4 separate regions of the Sus scrofa genome follow, and regions 1, 2 and 3 are each linked to region 4. Evidence: chromatin contacts called from public Hi-C and HiChIP or PLAC-seq data. All regions are on one chromosome and are shown on one strand. Each heading gives the region's core, a stretch centred on a gene start, on an enhancer-like site or on the middle of the called end of the contact. The rest is flanking DNA. Distances are from core to core; before and after follow the strand shown. Region 1 holds the start of TUBGCP5 (gamma-tubulin complex component 5). Region 2 holds the start of IMP4 (U3 small nucleolar ribonucleoprotein protein IMP4). Region 3 holds the start of FBXO25 (F-box only protein 25). Region 4 holds the start of NIPA2 (magnesium transporter NIPA2).

Evidence for each region. Hi-C and Micro-C count contacts between places; a contact is called where the count stands out from the background. HiChIP or PLAC-seq counts read pairs in DNA pulled down with a chosen protein or histone mark.
Region 1: an H3K27ac HiChIP or PLAC-seq map of alveolar macrophages shows a contact between it and region 4. The contact joins the promoter of TUBGCP5 here to the promoter of NIPA2 in region 4. A contact is called at or near these places in 2 of 5 promoter capture datasets (fetal liver and liver), 2 of 47 Hi-C or Micro-C datasets (heart right ventricle and liver) and 1 of 2 datasets of contacts at active chromatin or transcription factors (alveolar macrophages).
Region 2: a contact with region 4 is called in an H3K27ac HiChIP or PLAC-seq map of alveolar macrophages. The contact joins the promoter of IMP4 here to the promoter of NIPA2 in region 4. A contact is called at or near these places in 1 of 47 Hi-C or Micro-C datasets (heart right ventricle) and 2 of 2 datasets of contacts at active chromatin or transcription factors (alveolar macrophages and skeletal muscle).
Region 3: a Hi-C map of liver shows a contact between it and region 4, with 2.7 times the contacts expected there. The contact joins the promoter of FBXO25 here to the promoter of NIPA2 in region 4. A contact is called at or near these places in 3 of 47 Hi-C or Micro-C datasets (embryonic fibroblasts, heart right ventricle and liver).

Annotation. Positions count from the first base shown.
Region 1 is chr15:31,992,199-31,997,011 of Sscrofa11.1, forward strand. TUBGCP5 (gamma-tubulin complex component 5) reads left to right here and starts at 3,529. Exons shown (of 23, transcript XM_021075115.1): 1 at 3,529-3,707. The coding sequence starts at 3,562.
Region 2 is chr15:31,973,464-31,978,829 of Sscrofa11.1, forward strand. It overlaps IMP4 (U3 small nucleolar ribonucleoprotein protein IMP4), which reads right to left and starts at 1,695. Exons shown (of 10, transcript XM_021074943.1): 1 at 1,442-1,695; 2 at 997-1,112; 3 at 731-839. The coding sequence starts at 999. It overlaps CCDC115 (coiled-coil domain-containing protein 115), which reads left to right and starts at 1,252. Exons shown (of 5, transcript XM_003483603.3): 1 at 1,252-1,910; 2 at 1,982-2,085; 3 at 2,173-2,255; 4 at 2,896-3,027; 5 at 4,670-5,366. The coding sequence starts at 1,800. The coding sequence ends at 4,782.
Region 3 is chr15:32,357,504-32,362,402 of Sscrofa11.1, forward strand. FBXO25 (F-box only protein 25) reads left to right here and starts at 1,968. Exons shown (of 10, transcript XM_021076229.1): 1 at 1,968-2,095.
Region 4 is chr15:32,201,039-32,206,110 of Sscrofa11.1, forward strand. NIPA2 (magnesium transporter NIPA2) reads right to left here and starts at 1,328. Exons shown (of 7, transcript XM_021075602.1): 1 at 1,003-1,328.

The sequences.
Region 1 (4,813 bases), core at 2,279-4,778, 210 kb before region 4:
CACCCCCTTCTTGATTCTCACTGGCTCCCCAACATTGGAATGTTTTTGGTGTACCTTCTATGACTGGGCCACACGTGGCACCTTTCCAGGGGCCTCTCTGGCCAGTTCAGACCAATCTCCGTTTGTATGGGGGATCCAGCATCCATGGCTGGGCTCCTGGGGCCCCCATGGCATTCACAGGCTTGTGTCCACTACCAGAAGGGGACATAAAAAGTTTCTGGGGGCATATCAAAAACACAGCACCCTCCCTGAGCAGGCTTTGCTGACCTGGGTCAGTGCCCACATCCTCCAGAGGTGAATACCCAGGGGCCACCCAATGGCAAGCTCCCGCTCAGGCCTCCATGGCAGGTTTCCACCTCCGCCCCCTTTGAGGGGAACTTGGAAATGTTTTTGGAGGCACGCTAATGAGTTAGGCCTATGCACGACCATAACTGTGTCCATTCCACCCGGCCCTGCTTCCCCTCTGCCTTGGGCCAGTCCCTGCCAGAGTGGGATCAGGATCACTCAGGTGGGTGCTGCTGACAGCCAGGCCTTCATGGGTGTGGCAGAATCCAGGACCCCCCCCCAGCCTCCCTGGCAGACTGTTTACATCTCTGCCACAGGAGGGGGACTGAGAAACATCTGGGGGAGGCACCTTTTCCTTTGGAGTCAGGTACCAGCCCAGGTCAACAGGGAGGCCCCAGGGGGCACCCCAGTTCTGGCCAAGTCTCCCATTTGTAGACTGAAAGGTGAGGGCACGTCCTGAAAATGCTGGTGTCTCCCTCTTGAGGGGGTGATTACCAAGACAGGTCTTGTGGGGGCACCTTGAGCCTGGCTGTGCTCCTGCTTTGGGACTGGTCTTTGGAGGGACCCCCAAAATATTTCTAAGCCTCTTTCTGGCGTGGAAAGCCTTGGTCAGGCCAGGGAGGTCTGGAGGAGTCTGGATGGGTCTTGGGTATTGGAAGTCCCACCCCAAAAGTTTCTAATTTCCCCTCCAAAAGCCAGGATCAGTCCTACTGGTACAGGCAGGCCTGGGGAGGGAAATCTGGACTGGCCACAATTCTGCATGAGTCCTGGTCATCAACCATATTGTCCCCCCAAATTTCCTTATTTCCTCTCCAGAGGTGGGCATCACCTTGGGCTAGCCATGGATGAAGGAAAGAGCAGTGTACCTCCCCCTAATTTTTATAAGTCACCTCCAAAAGCCAGGTCAAACTTGGCTGGGCATGTAGATCCATAGTGGGCATTCTTAGATTGTCTCTGTTGCATGTGTGGCACAACTGATCCCTTTAAATAGTTCTAAGTCCCTCCAAAGGGGGCATGGCAACAGGCTGGACAAGGAAGATGGGAAGGGTACCCTTAACCCGGCTGCAGTTTTGTATGAGGTCTGGTCTTTTGCCTGCACGTCCAGAAAAGTTATCCGGGGGCCATTCTGGAAGGCTGCACTGGCCTAGGCCAGCAAACGACATGTGGTAGTGCGCCCAGACTGTTTGCCACACTGTCTTTGTATGTTCTTTCCAAAAATGTTTCCATGTCCTCTACAGGGTGGGTGACCAGCCTCAGAAGCCTACAGAGGATACCTGGGACCCAATGGTATTTTCAACGGGGCTCAGTCATCAGAGGTGCCTGTGGAAAATTTTTCAAGCTCCTCTTTCAGAAAGGAGACCTTGGCTCAGGCCAGCCAGGGGGACATGGGAGAGTGGCTTAGTCCTTCCTGGCTCCAAGTCATTGGGAGTGCCCTGTGGAAAGTTTTCTGCCTCCCTCCTGAGGTCAAGGCCAACTGACAGGATAGAGAGGTGGAGAAGACACATGTTAAGTGTGTATGTAACTAATTTTTTTGAGATGTAAAATAAGCAATTATAGATTTGGAATGATGAGAAAAAATGTGAGCTGCGTACACAAATTTGATTTATAAACATACAGATGATAATTGTGACTGGAGTAGAAAAGACTGCCCAGAGAGTATAAATTCCCTTCTATAGGATGTCCCATTGTGGTGCAGTGGAAAGGAATCCGACCAGTATCCACGAAGACTCAGGTTCAATCCCTGGTCTTGCTCAGTGGGTTAAGGATCTGCCACTGCTGTGAGCTGTGGTGAGTGTGCAGACATGGCTCAGATCCCCCGTTGCTGTGGCTGTGGCGTAGGACAGCGGCTACAGGTCCTATTTAACCCCTAGCCTGGGAACTTCCATATGCCATGAGTGCGGCCCTAAAAACAAAACAAACAAAAAAAAAAAACAAAAAAACAAAAAAAAAAAGAAAGAAAATTCTCTTGTATAGAATCATTTCTACTGCTATGATTATAATTTCCCACTTCTTGTGGGATTTGTGCAGTCGTGGGCAGTCTATATTTTGGGTAGTTGCTATAGTCTGGATGTTTGTGTGCGCCCAAAATTCATAACTTGAAATCCCAATGCCCAAAATGATGGTATTTGGGAGGTGTCGGCCTTTGGGAGGTGACTAGAAAAGGAGAGTGGAGGAGTTCTCTTGTGGCGGAGCAGGTTAAGGATCCCATGTTGTCACTGCAGGGGCTTGGGTCACTGCTCCTGGCCTGAGAACTTTTATATGCCATAGGCATGGCCAAAAAAAAGAAAAAAGGGAAAAGGAGAGTGGAGCCTTCAAGAATGGACTGGAATGAGTGCCCTCATAAAAAAAGGCCCCAGTGCGTTCCCTTGCCCCTTTCACCATATTTCACAACCAGAGGCCTGCATCCGGGAAGAGGGTCCTCACCCAACCATACTGGCACTCTGATCTCAAATTCCAGCCTCCAGAACTATGAGAAATAAGTTTCCGTTGTTTATAAGCCACCCAGTCTATGGTATTTTGTTATAGCAGCCCAAAGAGACTAAGTGGTGAATCCACTATCTTTTACTACAGTAATGCAACGTAATAAACCACATGAAAACCTAGTAAATCCAAAAAAAAAAAAAAAAAATTAGAGTTCTATGTAACAAGTCTTGGAATAGTTATTAGCAAAACTTAACAGAAACAGTTTAAAAGTATAGTTTTAATTACAAACAACAGCAAAGAGGCCCATTACCTCTACCTGCAGCCTACGGGGTTTATCAAGTCCTCCTTGGGCCACCCGGTGTCACTGGCGAGAGCAGGAGGCACAGCACTCAGCCTGTACGTGGGACAACTCGCTTTCCTTACACGTGCTGTAATGTGGGCCATGTAGTGTGGCCTATGCAAGCAAAACGGAACTGAAAGATAGCTGGAGAAATGGAAGGTTGGAGAAGGATGGACAACTAACGGGTCATGGGATCTGCAAATACAGGTGCAAACAGATACCCTGAAGAAGTGGCTGCTTTCAGAACATCAGAAGATACACCATCAACCAAGGTTAGTCAGAGGTTAGCATTAATATAACAAATAATAATGGCTAACCCTTTGAGGACGTTCCTAGATTTCCCCAGGTGAGACGGGAAAACGCACAACCCAAGCCACCAAAAAGAACCTGAGCCGAGACTCAAAGCGCCGGCAGCGAGAACTCTCGCGAGAGCGGCGGCACCTCTCCGAGTTAGCTCGAATTCTCGCGAAAGCGGACGCAACCTCGCGGAGAGTGGCGGGAGCGCGGGCGGTATGGCGTCCCCTGCGCCGTCCTGGACCCGGTTGGACCCACAGCAAGAACGCGATGTGCGCGAGCTCATTCGCCTTGTGTCGGGCGTGCAGGACGAGGCGGACCCCAACTTCCAGCTCGCTCTGCACTTTGCCTGGTCCAACTTCAGGTGTGGGCGCGGCACCAGGGATGGGAGGGTGTCTGGCGAGGTGTAGGGCGCATGAACAGACCGGCGGAACCCCCGCGCGCCCTGCTACTCCAGCAGCTTGGCGCCCTCGGTGCCTTCTGGGTCCCCGACGCAGTGACACACGCAAGCACGAACAGTGGGTTGTGGGTTGTTGGTGGTCGTCTTCCTGTTTTAGAAGCGTGCTCCTAGGGAATCGGTCTGTCTGCCCTGTACCCTGCTCCGCCCACTGCATTTAGCACGGAACACAGCACATCAAACCTAATTTTTGAATGGGTGTGTGAGTGAAGGTTTTGAGCAAAATAATGGCCACACTTTTTTAAAAACTGTATTCTCACTGACCCCCTCTCCCTGCTTGGGCCACTCCAGATTTCTCTTACCCTGCTCTCCTTTTGCTTTTTCCAAAATGCATAGCCTAACACATTGGATAACTTATCTGTTGTGTATTGTCTTCTCCACCCTACTCCCCCACCTGCAGGCAGAAAGCAAATTTCACAGGAGTAGGGATTTTCGTCTGTTACGTTCATTTCTTCTCCCAGCACCTAGAACATTTCTTGGCATAGAGTACTCCGTGCCACCTAATGCAACATCTAATACAGTTTTTCATGTAATTAATTTTTATTTTATATTTATTTATTTTTTTGTCTTTTTTGGCCTGCACCCTGGGCATATGGAGCTTCCCAGGCTAGAGGTCTAATCGGATCTGTAGCCGCCGGCCTAGGCCACAGCCACAGCCACAGCAAGGCTATATCCGAGCCAGATCTGCAACCTACACCACAGCTCACAGCATCGCGGGATCCTTAACCCACTGACAGAGGCCAGGGATCAAACCCGCAGCCTCATGGTTCCTAGACCCATTCGTCGTTTCCACTGCGTCATGATGGGAACTCCCATGCAATTAATTTTTAAAGATTTTCCACTTTAGATACTTTGGTGAGGTCTGAGCTCCCATTTTTCGTTATAGAAGATGTAAATTAGATGATACTGCTGTGATCATTACTTGTAATGAAATTATTAAAAATGTTAGTTAATATTTGTTTAATTTCAGAAATCTTGAATAGTAAACAATGTTTCAAAATCTGTAATCTTGA
Region 2 (5,366 bases), core at 445-2,944, 230 kb before region 4:
TAATACTACCTTTACAACTAAAAATCAATCAGTATGATTTCAGAACAAAAACAAGCATGATATACTCAAAAGACAAGCAAGGAGATGGTTTATTTTAAAACAATATTCAATACTGATTATCTAAGTTAGAAATATTTCTGAATTTCAATATATTGATTATTTTTCATTTCTTGACGTCAGCAGATACGTCAAAGCTGTTACGCTTAACATATACATACACATACCACATATACTTTATATGTCTAAAACCTAAGAAAATCAAAGTGACACAAAGAACAAATACAGCATTTCCAATCAAGCATGTGTGACAGACTTCATTAGTACAGCAAATGAAAAGTTAAATGCCTAATTTACAACGCAAATAAACTTAAGGTTTACACGAATTAAGTTTCAAAATACAAGGGTGTCATCAACAGCACTATTCTTGTTACCTTATAGTAAGGAAGGTAGCAAAGAAGAAAAACGACGGGGCGGGGTGGGGGACCTCTACGACCACGTAAAATGCTTAAATTTGCTAAGTACTAGATATTGTAAATAAAATTAATATGTAAGCTATAAAATCTGGGTACTGCAGCATAAATGACAAGTAACTCATACCATCATGAAAAGGACAGCTGCAATTACGAAGACACAACAGGCAAGGAAAAGACGGCGTTTTTCATTGGGCCTTTTTACCGCTGGGTTTTAAAACGCAAGCCTTTTGGAGATCGGGGGGCGGGAACTGACTTACCTTCAAGCGCGCGCCGAACCTTGTCCTTCCTCTCCTGGGCGGTTCGCTGAGCCTCCTCTCGCGCCTTGCGGTACAGGTACTCCCGGCGAAGGCGGGCCTCGCGGCGCAGCTACAGAAGAGCGCGCCCGTTCAGAGCACCCTTTTTCGCCACGCAGAGCCGAACCAGGGAAACACCCGCCCGGGGCCCAGGGGCCACATTCCCAGCCTCCACATTCCCAGCCTCCACGAGCCCCCAACCTCCAAGACAGAAGCTTAAACGTCCTTACCATCCTGAGAGCGGCTTCCACGCGGGTCCAGGAGAATCCTCCGTCACCGCCCACGCAACGCAGCCCTCGCTTCCGCCCTCAACCGATAAGGTCACAAGAAGCTTCACTAGACTCCTCTGCTGTCGAGAATGCCCAAAATTAAAATGGCAAACAGTGGGTGGGAGTTGCAAGGCGATTGGCTAGTTTGGAATCACATGTTCACAGGAGCAACCAATGGGCGGGGCGGATTGTGCGAGTCAAGGTGCTGTCACGTGGCTTAGAAGAGCTGTTTGTAAGTATTAGCCCCTGGCTTCACTGCTAACAGCCGCGGCTCCGCAGTATGCCTAGTTTGAGATGACGAGCCGCTAAAATAATAGTTGTCGGGCTAAAGTAATAGTTGTCGGCTCGAAATAGTCCAGCAACTGTAAAACCAGCACAGCCATTGACTGGAAGACCGACCACCTACCGGTTCCTTCTCTCGTTATATTTAAAGCCGCTCCTCCGAGGGTTGCAGAACAGCCACGCCTCCTTCCACAGTCACTGCAACGTCCTAAGTAGCCGCTTCCAGAAGTGACTCGGAATCACCCACACCTCTCACCGACGACGTACTGGCTGGCCAGCTTCGGGTGCTCGCCTGACTAACCGTTCATCACCTACCCCTGCCGCTGCTTAGAGGACACTTGAGGAGCACCAGCTGGCAGCCACTACCCAGTGGGCGTCAGGGCCCTCTGCTGGGAACGCCCCCCTATTGGCTGTGCTGACGGCGAGGAGGGCGCTGATTGGGCGACCTGGAAGAAGCCGGCTCCCAACTGTGTGAGGAACCCATGGCGGCAGCGAACCTTCGAGCGGAGCTGGATTCGCTGCTCCTGCAGCTGCTCGGGGACCTGGAGGAACTGGAGACCAAGCGCGCGGCGCTGAACGCCCGGGTGGAAGAGGTGCGGGGCCTGGGGCGGGCGGGCGGGCAGCGGAGGTTACTGAGTTTCACTGCTCTCCTGTCTCCGCTCAGGGCTGGCTCTCGCTTTCCAAAGCTCGCTACGCTATGGGTGCCAAGTCGGTAGGGCCCTTGCAGTATGCCTCCCGCATGGAGCCGCAGGTCTGCGTCTGCACCAGGTGAGGAGCCTTGCATGCTGCAACGGGTGGGCAGGCAGGGGCCGGGCCGGGGCCGCCAAAGGTCCAGCCTCCCTTCTCGTTCTTTAGCGAGGCCCAGGATGGACTCCAGAAGTTCTGGTTGGTGAGAGCCGGCGCCAGGACTCCAGAGGAGGTGGGGCCTCGCGAGTCAGGTGAGCCTATCCTTCTTCCCCTCAGGGCCCCTTCGTTTGTCAAAGACAAAAGGCGTGGACAACTAAGGAGATGATTTTATTTAAGCTGTTGCCATAGAGACCGCGCCTCAGATCTGAAGATCAGAATATCTCAGAAAAGTGGTTTTTTGCCTTAGACTTTTATAGGGAGAAATAAGTTACAGGTGAAGTCCTCTACAAATGGGATTGTTTTGCAGAGAAAGTCTCGGCCGAACAGAAGATATTTATTGCTGTGTCTAGCTAGTTTCAGGTGGACAAAGCTCTAATCTCAGTTAATCATTTGTGAGACAAAGAACAGGGAGTTGAAGAGTCTGTTTGGCCGTTCAGCATGTTCAGGCAGAATGGCAAATATCAGTGTCTGGGTTTTTCACAGGTAAACAAGGGAGGGTCATCTGCTGGTTTTATGATGGTCAAGAGAAAAAACGGACAGACTCTCATCTGAATTACAAGGGAAAGGGTGGTTCTTTGTGGTAAGCTGTTTTCCAGAACTTCAAAAGTTTGAGAGGATTTTCCAACTGTCAGTATTTTTTGGGATCATGAGCTCAGACCAAATTCAACATTGTCACTGAGAAAACAAGGACCAAGTAATGAGACCCCCAACCTCCAGCCTTTCTTTCTCCAGCTCTGCGTAAGCGCAAGGGTCCCACCAAGACGGCAGAGCCAGAACCTTCCCCAGCTCCCCAGGACCCTCTGAACTGGTTTGGAATCCTTGTTCCTCACAGTCTGCGGCAGGCTCAAGCCAGCTTCCGGGAGGGTGAGTGGACCCTGCCAGGGACCCTCAATCTACAGGGGGCCTTTGAGCACTCATGCTTGGTCTAGGGTTAGTCTGCAAAGGGATTTGCAGGTTTTCTCCACTGCAGATTTTTGTTGCAGACCTGTTTTTTCAAAAAGCACTTACTGACTGTTGGTGGAGTTCTAGGCTCTTGAAAGTGGACAGACACCTTATGGGATGTTTATTCTATTGAGAGCAGAAAAGACAACATGCAAACAAGCCAGCAGTGAAACTTATGCAAAAAATAAGGTAGAGTATGGTAGGATGGAACGGACTGGGGGAGCTGTTTTATGAAGGGTAGCCTGGGAAGGTCTCAGAAGAGATGAAGGAGAGATCTCTGTTGGTGGTCTGGGGGAACAGTGCTCTAAATGGAGGAACAACTGAGGACAGAAGCCCTGAGGTAAGGTTGTGTCTGGAATGATGGAGAGTGGACTGGAGTGGAGGTGGTGAAGCGAGGAGCACCAGGACCCAAGGGTCAGAGGGCCAGGTGATTTGAGAGCCATGTAGGAGGACTCAGAGTGATGGGTCCCTCTGAGCAGAGGTGCAGTTGGACTCACAGGGTGAGAGAAATCTGTAGGTTCTAGGTAAAAACAGTCAAGAGCAGAGGGAGGAAGCAGGTGCCAGGGAGCAGCTGGTATGAGGTATACAGGTGGAGAACAGGTGGGAAGCTGCTTGTTTTTCTAATAGAAGCCACAGGATTTGCTGACAGATCAGTTTGGGAGTAAGGGAGAGTCGTGAAGGGTGACCCCACAGTCTCCAACTAGAATGCCTGAAAGGGTGGATGGGGTTGGAGGGCTGCAGAGCAGAAGCTGAGGCAAAGTCAGCTGTTGGTGTGTTCCTGGTGCTGTGTGATAGAGATTCTGAGCGGGTGGTTGAGCACATACATCTGGAGTTTGGGAGCAGCCTGGACTGGAGAGAGTTGGAAGCCCACTGCATAACACTGGTTTCAAGTCCCCAAGTTACTGACCCAGACACAGCATTAAAGTTGAAATGAGATTAAGATCAGCAGGAGGGTGGACAGGAAGTGAGGGGAAGGAGAAGGAAAGAAACCAGGCAAGGAGACTGAGAACCAGCCGAGAGGCAGGAGCAACACCAAGAGGGTAAGATGTGACCTGGAGGGAGGTGATCAGGTGTTTGGCCAGCTCTGCTGCCAGGCAGATAGGCTGAAGATAAGACTGGCCAGTGGACTGAGTGGTGTGGAGGGCCAGAGGACTTGACAGCAGCAAAGACATCAAGTGAAAGCAACCTAGAAGTGGATCCAGAGAGTGGACCACCCTTGGGGGCGGAGAAAACAGGTAGAAGGAGAGAGAGTGAGAGCATCGAGGGGCTGTGATAATGGAGAAAAGAAAGAAGTGAGGGCATGAGACCAGGTTATAATCTGTACATTTTTAGTTCCTGGAGGGTGATCTAAGGGGACAAGAGAGTCTTCTGAAGAGGACATTTTAACAAAGACTTGAAGGATATAAGGGTGTGAATCCTATGAGGTTCTTGAGTAGCCCATGCAAGGCTACTCCTGGAATGTTTCAGGAATAGTGGGAAGGCTGGAGAGGCCTGGGGATATCCAGAGCCTCTGAGCCAAGTGTACCACAGATATCATGGTGACAACTCTCTTCTCTTCCTCTAGGTCTGCAGCTGGCTGCAGACATGGCCAGCCTTCAGATTCGAATCGACTGGGGTCGAAACCAGCTACGGGGGCTCCAGGAGAAACTCAAGCAGCTGGAGCCTGGGGCTGCCTGACCTGCCACCACAACGGCAGGGCAGTGAGCATAGCTGTTCCTTAATGTGGCTGCCTTATCTCAGGCCTTCTTCCTTCACAGATCCCCCACCCCCACCTCCCCAGTTAGTTCCACCTCATTATTTCTCTGGTCCTCATGTTTCCAACTTTGTTAGGAGGGAAAATTTGAAGAGGCAAGCTGATTAATGTTGAAAGGCACTTCCCTGAAACTATCTTTAGACTTGTTTTCTCCTAGGTTAGTTCACATCACTCAACAACTGTAACAACATCGTGAGTAACTCAGCTGGAGTTCTTCATTATAGGATGAGATACTGCACAGCTAGTGGCAGGAAAGGACAAGAAGTTGGTGCCTCAGTTTCACTAGATCCTCAAAACCGATTTTGATTGAGGAAAAACAATTTTACACAGCTAACAGATCGGGAAGAATGATTAATAAAATAATAAAAAACACAGACACCTGAGTAGATAGATGAGTAACCCTCGTCAGAAAGTGAAACGAATCTGACCCAGATTTTCAAGGGAACTCTATCAAGAGACCTTTCAGGTTTTTAAAAACCTGCCTAAAAGTTTTCTTTTCGAGAGTGTC
Region 3 (4,899 bases), core at 718-3,217, 160 kb after region 4:
TCTTTCCAAGGTTATGCCATTAAAAATAATGAATAACTGTATGGATGAGGGTTTTTTGTTTATTTTTAAAATTTGTGGTGGTGTATTTGCAAGTAAATTACTATAATTGGAATTCTTAGGACAAATATAATTGCTTGCATGTGGAATTTTGGTAGACATTGCCAAGCCAAGACCCCATCACCACCATATGGTGGAAAGACCCTGATGCTTACCCATAGAGACTATCTAAACTACTGTTATGTCCACTCAGTGGAATAATCTGTAAGCATAAAAGAGGAAGAAAGAAGGGGGACTTTTTTTTAAGTTCAGGGATCAAACCTGCAGTTGTGATCTGCAACACAGCTGCAGCAATGCTGGATCCTTAACCCACTGCTCCATGCAGGAACTTCTATGTTATGTTTTGCTTTTAGGGATGTGCGGTTTATGGCTTTTGACAAATTTATAGAGACATGTAGCGTGACATTGTAGTTTTACACTGATTATTATTTTTTAATTCAAGTGTAATTGACTCACAAAGGGACTGGTTCTTAAATTGGGGATATGCAAGCAATATTGCTGACCTGCTGCCCACAATCACTGTTACAGTATTTTAAAGGCATGTAGTCAAAGAACACTATTGTAATAAGCACATCAGGAATAGTTTACAAAAATATTTTTCTAAAATATGAATACTGTGTGCTTCCTGCAGTGAGTTCCAAATATACAAATGCACATTTTATTTAAAAAATATACTAAGAGCAAATACTTATATACTGCTTACCATACACCAGGCATTGCTTTGAATATTTTGAATATATTAATTCATTTAATTGTAATGATTCTGTGAGGTAAACACCACTACTGTCTCCACTGGTAGGAATAGTGAAGCAGAGAAAGATTAAAGCCTTAGTTAATAACCCCAGCTCTGATATGAACCCTAGGAGCTCACACTGCAGTCAGAGGCCAGAGCCATGCTCCTCCCCTGCCCTCCCACAGTACCTGAGCAGGATCCTAGGGGATCCCCACATCCTCTGCTTTAGCTCCCTTCTGAAGTACCCAGATAATAGTATCTAGTGAATATTTCCTGAGTTGTTTTACAGACGTGAAAACCCCCCACCAAATGGAAGATGTTAACTACTTGAGGATCATGAGCATACAGCCCCAAACTCCTGGAGCCTAAGGAATGATGATGTTAACTCCTGTGACACCCTGGCCTTTAAAAATTATTTGCTGAGGAGTTATCTACCAGGGTTAAGGATAAGGTGTTGTAAGTGCAGTTATTTGGGTTGCTGCTGTGGCCCAGGAACTTCCACAATGCTGAGAGTGTGGAGGGTGGGGTGGGGTGGGGTGGGGTGTGTGGGGGGGAGTGCTTTGTTGAAACTCTTGGGGGAGTTTGGGGCTTTGGGGGCACAAGCCACCCATCTCCTTACTTGGCCCTTTGATAAACCTTTCTGTGCTCCAAACCCGTTTTAGTTTGTTGGCCTCACTATGTGTTGAGCACATGAACTTGTGGCACTAATGCTACTACCCCACATTCTTTTCTCCTAACTGGGAAAACCCCACAGGTTGAGACTTGATCCTCCAACCTTCCACAAAGAGAAGAGCAAAACTCTAAATCGTTTATAAATAGAAAGCACCTAAGCCTTAAAACTCTGTATTCTAGCAATTAGGTGTACAGGTGAATTGAGGGCAAATAAAAGCTACATTCTCAAAATTCAGATTATTTCTGGGCAGCAGTTGGGTTGGAAAGTTGGGCAGGTTGGGTGAGCAGATTTAAGTATCCGTCTGCCGTCGACTGGGGAGTAAAAAATCAAGTATCCAACGCGCTTCTCTGCTGCCAGGTACCAACACATGGAACCTGGGGCCCGCCCACGCCCACTGCACCAGTGCGGGCGTGGGCAAATTGGGCCCAAGCGGGCGACGCCCACTGCGCAAGCGCGCTCCTCAGACTCGGGCATCAGGGTAGCAACACAGCCACGCGGAGCCGCGCTGGCCAATCAGCGCGGCTGGGGGCGGGGCTTGCCTGCGGCGTTCCCCGGTACGCGGCGAGCGACTTCCGGCAATAAACTCCCGACGCGCCGCCGTCAGGTGCGGGCTGTGGGCGTGGGCGCGCCAGGTAAGGACGGACGACGCGCGCACCGGCTGGGGACTCTGGGCGTCCGCGCGTCAGGTGGGGACCGAGGCAGTACGCCGGCCACACGGCGTGGCCCACCCCTCCCCCTTCTCCACGCACACCGCTGTGGACCCCCGCCGGTTCTGGAGAGCAGGCCCTGCCCAGCAGCCCGCGCTCCCCTGCGTCCTGAACCCGCCCCCGCCAAGTCGGCCCCTTCTGCGTACTGCAGGCCTCCCTTTCCACGACCCGGGGTCTCCCGGCGTCCGCCCTACCCACTCATGTCTCTCTGTCCCTCCCACCCTCTCTCGGGCACCTGGCCCGACCTTGTCCTTCTGCGGCTCCCGGTCCTCTGCCCTGCACACGGCTTTGACTCAGGTCTTCTCGTTAGTCGTTTTGTTGTTTATTTCTTTTGAGCTGATGCCTCAGTTTTGCATCCCTCCTTTTCCAGTGAGCTCCTTTTTAACCCTTCTCCCAACCCTGGCCGTTTTCAAACAAATCTTAAAGGATCTGGGGAATCGTGTCTCTTCCTGTGCCTCTTCCTCTGGAGCCCTCATTTCTTGCATCTTCCAAATCTTTACCACCCAGCCTTTATCAGAAATGACACGCTCTCTTTTATTCTTTCATATCCCGCTTTCCTCTCTTTTGCCGGGGGGGGGGGGGGGGGGCATGTTTTCCGTTTCCATGAAGCGCCTGTGATCATCTCGCAGGCTTTCTTGCAGTAAATCCCATTTCTCTTTCTCAGCTCTTGATTTACCATTTCTTGATGTTCTTTTGGATCAGATTCTCGCATACTTAGAAGCCATAGTCACGTTGACCCCAAATTGTTTGACCCTCAGTTATTTGGAAATCTTATAAGGAAAAGAAAGCAATAGAGAAAGCAAATGCTTATCGAGGACCAATAATTCTTTTCTCAAAACAATGAAAATTATTTTCTCAAAATTTTTGATGACAGGTGAGAAATGATGGGGAAGGAAACTCCTTTGCCAGCTGTTCTCTGAATATAAAACTGCCTTACTTTTGTCTTCATTGTATCTTGGTGGTTTCTTGTTTGTGTGCAGTAAGTATACCGAGAGCTCTTGCTCTCTAGTTACAGTTTTTGTTTTGAAAATCTGTTTAGTAACTGAGGTAAGCATGGTTATTCCATTTCCTCTTCATCTGACTTAAATAGCAAAATACATGGAGCCTTTTCAAATTTATTAGAGTTAAGTTTCTTGTCATTTTTTCTTGGTGTTTTTATAGATCATACCTAGAGATGTATGTCATATAAGGTTAAAAAAAATGTAAGCAAACACCCTTTGCAGTTTTATGACATCTATTTTATTGGATGTTTAGGAATTGCTGTTATAAAAATACAGTGATAAAGCTTAGATCATGGAGTGAGAGTCCATGAGTGTAAATCCCTGCTCTGTCAAACTTTGCCTCAGTTTCTTTCTTATTTATTTTTAATAGTTAATTCCCCAATACAATTTTTTTTCTACTGTACAGCATGGTGACCCAGTTACACATACATGTACACATTCTATTTTCACACATTGTCATGCTCCATCATAAGTGACTAGACATAGTTCCCAGTGCTACACAGCAGGATCTCATTGCCAATCAATTCCAAAGGCAATAGTTTGTATCTGTTAAAGCCTCAGTTTCTTCATCTATAAAATAGAGACTTAGGAGTTCCTGTCATGGCACAGAAGAAACGAATCCCACTAGAAACCATGAGGTGGCGGGTTCAATCCCTGGCCTTGCTCAGTGGGTTAAGAGTCTGGCATTGCTGTGAGCTGTGGTGTAGGTCACAAAATCGGCTTGGATCCTGCTTTGCTGTAGCTGTAGCTCTGATTTGACCCATAGCCTGGGAACCTCCATATGCCTTGTGGGTGCGGCCCTAAAAAGCAAAAAAAAAAAAAAAGTAATAATAATTAAAATAGATATTTAAACTTTTAAAATGGGGATTGTAACATTTTCTACCTTATAAGGTAGTGTGAGAATTAAATAACAGAGGCAAATTGTCTAGGGTAAGGCCTCACCTATGCCCTTAATGTTTGCTACTGTTATCATTAGTTAACAAAAAGTGGGCTTGCCTAAGGAAAGACATTTTTCTTGGTTACTGTTGATTTTCTGGTGCAGGACTTTCTGCTGGCAAGTGAACTTCATAAAGTGCTGTTCTCCTGCAGTGCTTCACCCACTTGTCCTGCCAGATAATTGGAGATGAAGGGAGGATTTACAGCAGATGGCTCATACGCTCTTTGACATCAGTTGGCATCAAATGTGCAAAAATTGCAAGTTGTACTGGCTGTTTCACTAGAGTAGCCACCCTTTGGGTGGTTGTTTTTATGCATTTAATAATTTTCAGGAGTAATTTCTAGTTTTTATTTTTGTATTTGGAAATTCTCAAAACAAAGGTAATTTTAATTAAATGTATAAAATCTTAGCAATTCAGATCTTTTAGCAGAACAAATAAATACATTTTTGTAATAGGTGGGTTTTCATCTTTCTAAAAGTTTAGCAATATTGTTTTTCTGTTTGCAAACTTGGTAGATTCCTCAGACTGGGAATATTTTTGAAAATTTGAGATCCAGGCCTTTCAAATTGCAACTCGTGTGTTTTCTTTCTTTCTTTTTTTTTTTTATGTTCCTCAATAGCTTTTTTGTTATTGTTTGTAATAACTGTGCTTCAAGAGTCTGCTTTGGTTCATGAACTAAAGCCTAAAGTGTAGATATAAGGATTTTATGTAAGTTATGAAAGTATGTAAATATCATATAGGTATTATAGAAAGTTATATATTGTAATAACCTGTAAGGGAAAAGAAGCTG
Region 4 (5,072 bases), core at 78-2,577:
CTGATATGCCACAGGTGCAGCCCTAAAAAAAAGCAAAAAAAACCCCCAAGACTTATAAATACTACATAACCTAAATCTCCAACCTTTTTTAGTAATATCATTTATAAATTAAAATTTTAACTTACATGTAAACTTAATATGGTCTCTCTTATGAAAAAAAGGCTGGAAGAGGTTAGAGATGACTTATTCACTCTCATTTCCTGCAAATAAAACCCTTTATTCTCATTTAAAGTTTTAAACCCTGGCAGAGTGGCTCCAGCCTGGAAAGAAGAAAATACAGAAGGAGGCAAAAGAAATAAATAGTTACTGAATATTTTAAAAAATTTGGTTACTAGTCTCCTTACTGGTTTTACTTACCAACTAACATAAAATCTATTCAACCCAGTACACCATACTGTTTTAACAGACATCTTGCTGGTAGGAAAAAAGAGATCTCTATTCTCTCATATTCACTGCTAGCACTTTAACAACAAAGTACTAAGTGGGCTTACGGTATATAGAGAATTCCCAGAAATACAGAGCCTGTAGTAAACGAATTGAAAAGATTCAAGAGACATAAACACAAAACAAAATGCATACTAATTCTATCCACACAATAATGAGTTTTGTTCAGTTATACAGAGAGGAGAGAGAAGGATTTTAGTGACTTTATAAAAGTTAGGAAATGAAACAAGCCTTGTTCAAAACGTTACAGCGACATCTAAGGCTTGTTCAACAGTGTTAATATCTTCGCAGCAGCTGAAAAAATCTTCTAAAACTACAAAATGAAAGCATTTTAATGAACTTAATGAACATGCGCCCTCGACAGGGCCAGGCCAGGTTTCCTTGGGATTCACTGGCAACCCAATTCACAGTGGTATTCCTTGATACAGGTTACGGGAAAACTACTTCCATCTCAGAACACGCGTGGCTCAGAGTCCCCAGGGAAAAGAAAGGCGCCCCTGAAAGATCCTTCCCGACCCAAGATGGGCAGGCTTGCCCAGCTCGCCCCTTCGCGCTTGCCTGAAAGGAAGAAAGTTGGCAGGCCCGCCGCGCAGCTTCCCTTTTCCTATCCGGCCCCGGTCACCTCCGTTCACACCCCTACACAGGCCGCCCGGGTCACTCTGTCCTGAGCTCGCGCGGCCACAGCCTTCGTTGCTGTCCCGTAGGAGGTGCGAGCATCCGGGGCTGCAGCCGTGCACGCCGCTTCCTCCATGGGGAAATGCCGAGAGGAACTTGCCCCGGACGACCTCCGGCACCCACCGCCGCCACAGGGGGCCAAGGGGCGCAGCAGAGGAGAACCTGGGCGCGGCCGAATGACGAAAGCGGCGGCGCGCGCACGCTCAGTGCACGGCAAAGGCTCCGCCTGCGGCGCGCTCTCCGATCTTGTTCCGGTCTCTTTTCCAAGTCCTGGTTGGTGGAGAGCAGGGGGCGGGCCGAAGGGTGTCGGAAGCAGTGTTTTGCAATGTATTGTTTGCCGACCAAAATATCGAAAGGAAGGTACAGTGTGCAGAGAATTCCCACGTGCGGTTAGAGAGTGCCGTGAGTTCCCACGTGTGAAGCTGCGTTTTACGCGGTGTCCCTAGAGATTCCTTAGGGAAAGATTCTCCGAGAGTGCAAGGGAAAGGACTAGCGCCGCGCCAAGAGGCCCGGGCGGGTTGGGGGACGCGGAGGGGCGAGACCAAGTGCTGGTGGCGGGGCGGGCTCAGGGTAAGGCCCTTTCTTCCCCAATGTTAAATAACCGAATACGGGAATAAATGCGTTCTTTGGTCGAGTTTGTGGTTTGGCAAAATTCGGTCTCCCGACCCATGGAGCAGAGATTTATTTTTCATTAGATGCATGGGAAACCCACTGTTAAGCTGTCCCGCCTTAGCTCCTCCTGCAACAGAGAAATTTCTTGGAATCTATCATCATGGTTTCCTTGGAAGAGGACAGAGACGGAGAGGTCATTTATAAGAAGCCTGGTGGAGCAACTAGCTAAATCTGGAGTGAGACCTGCTAATAAACCAATAACACCTTGGTTACAGTTGCAAAAGTCTTCTAGGGATGTTCTTTCAGTTTTTGACTAGATGCAAAAGCACTATTATACCAAATTTAAGTTATTTTGGGTGGGAATATTCCTAAAATGAATTCTGTGCCTATTTAGGCAGAAAATGCCCAATATAATTTGCTCTTTTCAGACTACAGTCCCATTGGACTGTTATGTTCTAGATTACGCAGCCCCTGACCACTCTGGTTTTGGTAACTATGCAGCTTCTAATTTAAAAGCTTTTAATCTTCTGTGAACTTGACAAACAGGAAACTGCTTTTTAGAACTGGCTCAGATGAATTTTTTTGCTTGCTTTTTGGTCTTAACTGAATTCTAGTTAAATGACATTGTCAAATAAAGAATTATATTAACTAATCTTTTAAAAATATTTTATATTTTGCCGTTGGTTTGTTCAAATCTGTGTTCAAACAAGGCCCATACTGGTTTGTTTTTGTTTTTGTTTTGGTCATTTTAGGGCCGCACTCACAGCCCATATGGAGGTTCCCAGGCTAGGAATTGAATTGGAGCTGTAGCTGCTGGCCTATGCCACAGCCACACCAGATCAGAGCCACATCTGCAACCTATACCACAGCTTACAGCAGCACTGGATCCTTAACCCACTGAGCGAGGCCAGGGATCGAACCTGCATCCTGATGGATGCTGCTCAGATTGTTTTCCGCTTAGCCAGGACGGGAACTCCTGTACTGACTATTGAAAGATAGTTTGCAAGTTGGTAACTATGACGTGGTAGATTGAAAAAATGGCTCTGATTCTCTACCTATCCATGTGCCCACACATTTTGCAGAATGGCTTTGCACTTCCATATCATCTCCTGATTCTGGCCTTGGGACTGTCTTTGGTCAAGAAAATGTGGTGGTTCCCAGCCTAAACCATGATGAGAAGAAGCTTGGACTGTTTGCTAGAGGAGGAGATCAGGTGGAGTAGAGCAACTTGCAAAGCCACCTAGCTTCATTGAGACCAAGGATTGGAGCCTAGTTGGTTGAGGACCACAAAACTGCACAATGACCCACAGACATATGAGAATGAATAAAGGAATCTTGTATTAAGCCACTCTTTGATATGTATTGCTGTGTAACAATAACTAATCCCAACAGTGCCTCTAGGAAGCAGATGACTGTAATGAAAGTAGTGGTCGAGTCATAAGAATGCTTAGAAATTATGTTGACTTAACAAATTAATTTGCTTGTAGCTCTTTTCTGCCAGTATTCTAATCATACCAGCTAAACCCTGCCTCATCTAATCATCCTTCTCTCATCATTGTAGTTCACAGACTCATCTCACATTGATTATCTGGACTCCTCCCACATCTGACCCTTACTGTCATATTGCACAGTGTATTGTTTTTATAAGTGTATATAATTCCTTGCTAAAGTAATGCAAGCTCCTTAAATGCCCAGTTTACTTCTCCAGCACATAATGTTGCAGATCTTAAACACCAGGAGCATTCAAGCATTGATCATGAGATTTTTTTTTTTTTTTTTTTTTTTGTCTTTTTTGCCATTTCTTGGGCCGCTCTCGCGGCATATGGAGGTTCCCAGGCTAGGGGTCTAATCGGAGCTGTAGCTGCCAGCCTACGCTAGAGCCACAGCAACGTGGGATCCAAGCTGCATCTGCAACCTACACCACAGTTAATGGCAACGCCGGATCGTTAACCCACTGAGCAATGCCAGGGATCAAACCCGAAACCTCATGGTTCCTAGTCGGATTTGTTAACCACTACGCCATGACAGGAACTCCATGAGATGTTTTTAAACTTAAAAATTGAATGCCTTTTCATATACTGCTCTTAGGATTGTAAAATGGTACAAGCTCCTTGTAAGCAGTTTCTTAAAAAGTTAAACATATACAACCATATGACCCAGCTGTTCTAGGTATTTTTATCCAAGAAAAGAGAGATACCAGGAAAGCATATCCCATTAAAAGATAAAATATAAATGAATGTAATGTGAATGTAAATGAACATTCAATACTGGCTTTATGATAGCTAAAGAAAAAAAATAGAAACAATCCAAATGTCCATCAATAGATGAACAGATAAACAACTGTGGTATATCCATAAAATGGAAGGCTACCGAGCAGTAAAAGGGAATGAGCTGAAGTCAAAATAATTATGATAAGTGAAAGAAGCCAGACCAAAGAAAAAGTATATACTAAATGACTACATCTATATAAAATTCTAGGAAATGGTATTACATAGCAACAGAAATCAGATGAATGCTTGGGAGCAGATGGGGTAAGGAGGGCAGAGAGATTACAATAGGGCAAAAAGAAACTAAGGATGGAATTCCCGTCACGGCTCAGTGGGTTAAGGATCCGTGTTGCCATGAGCTGTGGCGTAGGTCGAAGACGTGGCTTGGATCCTGCTTTGCTATGGCTGTAGCGTAGGCCGGCGGCTACAGCTCTGATTGGACCCTAGCCTGGGAACCTCCATATGCGTGGGTGCGGCCCTAGAAAAGACAAAAAGACAAAAAAAAGAAAAGAAACTTTAAGGATAATAGGTGTGTTCACTCTTGTTCTTGGTGATGCTTTCATCATATGACATCTCTGACATACTTCGAAACTTACCAACTTACATATATTTTATACATGTACAAGTTATGGTATGTCAGCCATACCTCAATAAAGCTGTTAAAATCTACCTTTTGGCATTGTTTTAAAAGTATAGGCAAGACTTATTAAAATGGTATTTTTTAAATCATATGTTAGTAAATCAAATAGTTTCCTCATGTATAAATTGTTTTCCAATTACTCTATGTTTTGGCTTTGTTACCACAGATGCCAGCCAGAAACATGAGAACTGCATTACAGATGATCATTTTTTTTTGTTTAGCTCAACCCCCATCAGTAAATTTGCCCTTTGGCCTTCCAAAGTGAATAGTGATATTCTCTAGCATTTTAAGAATTTAGTATTGTATACCTGTTTTTCAGTTAACATTTATTCAAGGCCATAGATGACCTACAAATGTAGAGGGCATTTTCCAAAACATTTGTTGGAGGGAGAGGGGAGAGCTCTCTGAAAGACAGTAATAACTCCAAGAGAGTT